2 separate regions of the Sus scrofa genome follow, and region 1 is linked to region 2. The links are chromatin contacts, called in public Hi-C maps. All regions are on one chromosome and are shown on one strand. Each heading gives the region's core, a stretch centred on a gene start, on an enhancer-like site or on the middle of the called end of the contact. The rest is flanking DNA. Distances are from core to core; before and after follow the strand shown. Region 1 holds the start of SHROOM1 (protein Shroom1). Region 2 holds the start of SLC22A5 (solute carrier family 22 member 5).

What was found. A called contact is a pair of places that touch in the nucleus more often than the background predicts.
Region 1: a Hi-C map of omental adipose tissue shows a contact between it and region 2, with 3 times the contacts expected there. The contact joins the promoter of SHROOM1 here to the promoter of SLC22A5 in region 2. A contact is called at or near these places in 2 of 5 promoter capture datasets (fetal liver and liver), 6 of 47 Hi-C or Micro-C datasets (alveolar macrophages, embryonic fibroblasts, mesenteric adipose tissue and 3 more) and 1 of 2 datasets of contacts at active chromatin or transcription factors (alveolar macrophages).

What each region holds. Positions count from the first base shown.
Region 1 is chr2:135,151,110-135,153,928 of Sscrofa11.1, forward strand. It overlaps SHROOM1 (protein Shroom1), which reads right to left and starts at 1,431. Exons shown (of 8, transcript XM_021084746.1): 1 at 803-1,431; 2 at 409-800; 3 at 259-317; 4 at 1-28. The coding sequence starts at 1,385. LOC102159960 (a long non-coding RNA gene) reads left to right here and starts at 1,341. Exons shown (of 6, transcript XR_002341904.1): 1 at 1,341-1,432; 2 at 1,526-1,603; 3 at 1,988-2,041; 4 at 2,338-2,819.
Region 2 is chr2:134,659,190-134,662,169 of Sscrofa11.1, forward strand. It overlaps SLC22A5 (solute carrier family 22 member 5), which reads left to right and starts at 1,607. Exons shown (of 14, transcript XM_021085423.1): 1 at 1,607-2,160. The coding sequence starts at 1,768. It overlaps LOC102157444 (a long non-coding RNA gene), which reads right to left and starts at 1,470. Exons shown (of 4, transcript XR_001307200.2): 1 at 1,154-1,470.

The sequences.
Region 1 (2,819 bases), core at 181-2,680, 490 kb after region 2:
CTCTGCAGCATCTTTCTCAGTCAGAAACCTGGAGGCAGGGACCCCACACTGACCACAGTCACCAGGAAAGATGACCCTGGTTCTGCACCAGAGGAACAGTAGGGTGTTGGGGGGCAGGGATTAGGAGATGTGGTTTGCAAAAGAGGGTCAGAAGGTTCAAACTGAGGCTAAGTGGGAGGCCCTCTTCTTTCTTGGGCAGGATCTATGAAAGCTGCCTGCCCCCAGCTTTCATTCCCCAGAGGGGTCCATGTCTCTCACCTAGAACGTTTGGTCAGAAACAACGGTCTGCTGGTGGTTTCTGCTCCTTGGGGAACAGCCTGGAAAGGCAAGCAGATGGATGAAATGTTGCTCAGGTTTTCAGTCTTCCAGCTGCCCCCATCCCAAGCTGGCAACCCCCATCTTCCATACCTGCGGAATGGGCATGACCCCTCCTGAACTTCCCCACGGGGCCAAGACTTCTCCTGAAGCGCTCCAACTCCGACCGGCAGGTCTGTAGCCATGGCCGAGCCTCAAGGACCGGGGTTTCGGGTCCTCGATGTCTCGGGGCTGGGTCACAGGCAGCCACCTGATCTGGTGACCATCGAACTCCGCCGGGGTCCGCGGCTGCTCTTCCTGGGGCTCCAGCCTCCCAAGGCCTGAGCTGGAGCGGGCCTCCCCCGAACATTCCCTGGCCGGCGCACCCCCCTGACCCACGCGATCCAGCTTCCCCGGCTCGGAGAAGCACCACTTCCGCTGCTGGTTGGCCAGGCGTCCCCGGCCAGAGGTTCCCGGCCCGGGAGCCCCGGGGCGCGGCGGCTCCACTTCCCCCCGGGGTGGCTGAGCGAGGCGGAGCGCGGGTGCGCGGCGGAGGGCCGCACGGGGGCCGCGGGCCGCAGGCGGGCGGGCAGGCTCATGCGGAGCTCCTTGCGCTGGAAGGACGTCTCCCGGAGCACTCGCCGCTGCGCGCCCTGCAGCCGCTGGCGGTAGGCGGCCCGCGAGGCCGGCGGGCTGGGCGGCTCGGCGGCCCGCGCCGCGGCCTCCGCCTCGGCCGCCAGCGCGTACAGCAGCGGGGTGGCGTGGCGGCTGAGAGGCCCTGGGGTGCCCTGGAGCTCAGGGGGACGCGGCCCGCTGTGCGCGGCCGCCGCAGGCCGGGGCTGCGGGCAGGTGCGAGGGCCCGCGGCGGGCGCGGCGGGGGCCGGGCCTCCCCAGACCACGCGCACGTAGTCCCAGTCCAGGTAGGGGAGCGGGCGGGTCCCCGGCGAAGGTGTGCGCGGCTCCGGACCGCCGGAGGCGGCGGAGAAAGAGCCGTAGGCCGAGTCAGCGCGCGCAGACAGCCGCCGCAAGTCCAGGCTGCGAGTGGATGAGGCTGGGGAGGCGCGGTCGCCTCCAGGACCCAGGGCCTCCATGGCTCCGACGAGGGCCGAGGCTGGCCTGGAAGAGCAGACGTGGTGCGGTGGGTGAGGCGCTCCTGGGAAGGGTTGGGGCAGCCTGCTGGCCCCTCCATCACAGAGGGCCTGGTGCTTACACATCCTCTCTCTGGCCACAGGATCCTTGGCGCCAGCATTTGTCACCCCCTTAGTCGGGGCTAGCAAGGGCAGTAGGACCAAGGGAGCCACTATGGAGGGTGAGGGCCTTAGTTCACTTATTCTTGGCGACTAGCCCATTCCCCGCTGGGGCGCGCTCTTGGCTAGCAGCCCTGGCTCTACCCTGGCACCTTCTGGAGCGCTGCATGTACCCATACTCCTTCCCTCCCCCAGCCTGTCCCACCCAGGCTGCTTCCTGGCAGCTTTGTTAGCTTCTCCCTGTGATCTTTCCCTGATAAACAATGGTCAAGATCCGAGATCAAGTCCGAGATCGCAGGCCAACAAAGAAAGGAGGTGGGGGAGGCCGGGTCAGGTGGCAGGAGCAGCTTCAGAGCCTTCCTCCCTCCCTCTGGGCTGGTTGTGCTCCAGGTGCTTTCAATAAATATTTATCTTGACCCTCACAAGTGCTGTCTGCATTTTTACAGATGAGGACACCGAGGTTCTGAGGGAGAAATGATTTGCCCAGAGGCACACAGCTGGTAAGAGTCAGATCCCTGCCTGGAATCTGGGCCTGCCTCCAAACTTACTGCAGCCAGAATCGATTTCCTAGAAGCAAACCCTGCTGAAAGCCAGTTTAACCCCACCCACCCCCCAGATGCCTGAAGCCTCCAACAAAGCCCAGACTCCACTGTGGTAAATGGTGACCCCCCCTCCCCGCCGCTTCAAAATACTGGCAGATTCCTGGATAATATGTCCCCTGCTTGGGAGCCTCTGCCTTTTGTCTAGGAATGACAGGCTCACCGGTCTCTTTGTCCTGCCACTCTTGCTCCTACAGGGCTCAGCTTAGAGGTCTCCTGACCTTTCGGGTTCCCAGCGGTTCCTGAGCCTTCCCCCATCACAGCAGTCAACCCTACATTGATTGGCGGCCGTGTACTAGTGATTCAGTCTCCCCATGTCCACCCCTGAGCTTCCTGAGGACAGGCCCTGCGCTTACACATCTCTGTACCGTCAGTGCCTGGCAGGTAATGATGATAAATATTTGTTGAATGACAAGGAATGGAGCAGCCTTACAAGGAGTAGATGGGGGGTAGGAAGGAAGAGGGCACCTTTGCTTCTAGCCACTCTTCTCTCCCTACTTGTCTTTTCTGAGGAAGGGGACAGAATGAGTGAGGCAGTTGCCACCATGCACACTGATCATGTGACTCCAGTTGTTGGGAACCAAAGGAGCGGGCAAGCCCAGCTTGGAGCAGGAACAGCCAGAAATCAATACTTCCCCAGTGCCAGGAGGAGGAGTGAGGGGAGGGACTGGGTGGGTGT
Region 2 (2,980 bases), core at 357-2,856:
TTACTTTCAAGAAGCTTGGTTTTCCTTTCCAGTTAGTTCCAGTAAAGGACAATTACTTGAGATAAAATGTTAGAAAGGATTAAGTATATTACTGAAGGCCTAGCCAGGAATCTTCAGGAGGCAGGAATATTGGACAGTAAGTATAAATGAAAGGACTAAGACCTGTGTTAGGAATTTTAGCATAATTTTTTAAAAATCTATCATACTTTATGGAAATGTTTATATTTCCTTGTGTAAAACATGCTGGTAAGCTTAGCTTCCCATTCTCTATTTTCAAAGTGAAAATATTAGTTTACCTAACAGATTACACTTAAAAGTGTACATTTAGAAGACTATTATTATAAAAAGGAGCCACTCTTACTATAAAAAGGAAAATCCTTCAATGTTAAATTTAGCAACCCTAATTCTTAAAGGCCTTGGAACAGTGTTGTCCAATAAGAGAGCTCACAAGCTACATGTGGCCACTAAGCTCTTAAAGTATGGCTAATCTGAATTGAAATGTGCTATAAAATACACAGTGGATTCTTAAGATTTAGTATGAAAATTCTCTAAATATAAGATCGATGGTTTATTAACGTAAGAATATAAAACATTTCAGTAATTTCTAGATTACATGACGAAATAATAATGTTATGAACATATAAATTAACATATTAAAATTAATTTCATTCATTTCTTTTGACTTTATTATGTAGGGCTGCCCTACACAATACATTTGAACTTCGTATGTTCCCTGCATATATTTTATCACTATAAAATAATCCGTTGTTTATCAGAAATTCAAATTTTCACTAGTTGTCTTATACTTTGGTTTACTAAACGCGGCACCTTTACTAATATGACCACTAAAACACTTTATATTCTATGGGACAGTGAAGTTTGAGAATCACCTAGTTGCTTTTTTTCCCCCCATAACCCTTCAACTCTTAACTCTGTGCAGAAATAACTAATCTAAGGGAAACACTTAATCCTAGGCTGGGATCGTCAATAATCCTGAAGTTAAAATTTTACATTGGTTTGAACAGGTTAAAGGACAACAAAAGGGCTTGTTCGCGACCAAAATGGAAAGGGCATTTGGGTTAGTCATTGCTTCCAGTCTCTCCATGCGAGTAATTAACGGTTCCGGTTTCAACATAACCCTTCTCACTCTTACCAAGATGAGCGGTGTCAAAGGCAGTAAACTAGCAGTGCGACCGTGGGCTAGTCCCAGTCCGCCTTCAGACCTCCGTTAAGAGGGGTAGGGGGCGGGCGGAATTTGTACTACTCCAGCCTTCCGCCGCCTGGCCCACTCTGGCTCTTGCCCGGCTCCGGGCTGGGCCAACGAGCTGGGTCTCAGACGCCTCCCAGGCCCCAGGTCTTGCTGCCTCCCTCAGCGGAGCCAAAGCTCCTTCGGCTGTAACTCCGGGCCTACTAGGGTCTGCCCTGACCCGTCCACGCCGGGACCGCGGCTCGGCCCGAGACTGTGCGCGCGGCGGGCGGCCCGGGCCCGCCCACCGTCGTCACGTGTGGCCCCGCCCCGCCGTTGGGCTCGGCGGGATTGGCAGCTTAGGCCCAGAGCCCGCCCCAGCCTCGCTGTCTATGTAAGGCCGGTCTCTCCCGTGAGGCCGCGGTGGCGGCGGGAGCTCAAGAGCCTGCTCAGTCTGCGAGCGGTCCCTCAGGAAGGCTTCCCTGTGGGGACCCGACGCGCACGCGCACACCTAGCCCCGCCCCTGCGCGCCGCCGCGTCTTCTGACCCAGGGCCGCGCGCCACGGGCAGCGGAGGGCGGCATGCGGGACTACGACGAGATGACCGCCTTCCTGGGCGAGTGGGGGCCCTTCCAGCGCCTCATCTTCTTCTTGCTCAGCGCCAGCATCATCCCCAACGGCTTCAACGGCCTGTCTGCCGTTTTCCTCACTGCGACCCCGGAGCACCGCTGCCGAGTGCCAGACACCGCGAACCTGAGCAGCGCTTGGCGCAACCACAGTCTCCCGCTGCGGCTGCAGGACGGCCGCGAGGTGCCTCACAGCTGCCGTCGCTACCGGCTCGAGACGATTGTCAACTTCTCGGCTCTAGGGCTGGAGCCTGGGCGCGACGTGGACCTAGAGCAGGTGGAACAAGAGGGCTGCCTGAATGGGTGGGAGTTCAGCCAGGACATCTACTTGTCCACCATCGTGACTGAGGTGGGTACCAGCCCCGTGCGGGAGCCTGGGACCGGGGAGTAGAGAGGACCTTCGCAGTCTTTAAGGTCGCACACTCCACCCGCCAAGGTGTGCGCTGTCACTCCCTCTCCACAGACTTACTACACACTGGTGATGGGCATCCTCCAGCCAGGTGACTCGGGAGCACTTTGCACGGTCACTTCCAGCCAGATCTTGGCCGTCGCAGCACGGATGTCCGTGCTGGCCACCCATCGTGTTGGCTACCTTGACGAGGAAGCCAAGAAGGCCCTGGCGACTCCTGGTAGATACTCCAAGGTTTTAAGTAGTTAAAGACTTACTCTAGATGGGTGTGGGAATGCTGAAGACCAGAGCTAGAGCTTGGGCCAAGGAGCTGACACCGTTTTTTCCTCCAGCCTCTTAGCATCTGCTCAGAAAGAGAGGAAATACCCACCCCTTTACTTTCTTGAACTTGTAAAGTTAAAGGAAGCATGTCTATAAAACTGTCTCTTGCTCCTTTCTCCAGTTACTCCTTCCCCACCCACCTTCACCCCAAAATGACTGGTCCTTACCCAGGGAACTGTTTACCTTTTGTTCATAGTTAATCATTAGTTTTTTAGAATTCCTGCATCTAAAGATCCATTCAGGGGGACACCTTGACCTGGAATGTTTTGGATATTTTAAGGAAAAGTCATTGGGCTGATTAAGTTAAAGCATAACAACTTTAGTTCATAGAAGCAGAGGGAAAACCTTTCTCATTCCCCAGCTCCTTGGATTTTCCTTTTGGGTGACCTTGTTTATCCCCTGGTGACCTTGCAGTTATTAGAGCTGGATGTATGACCTG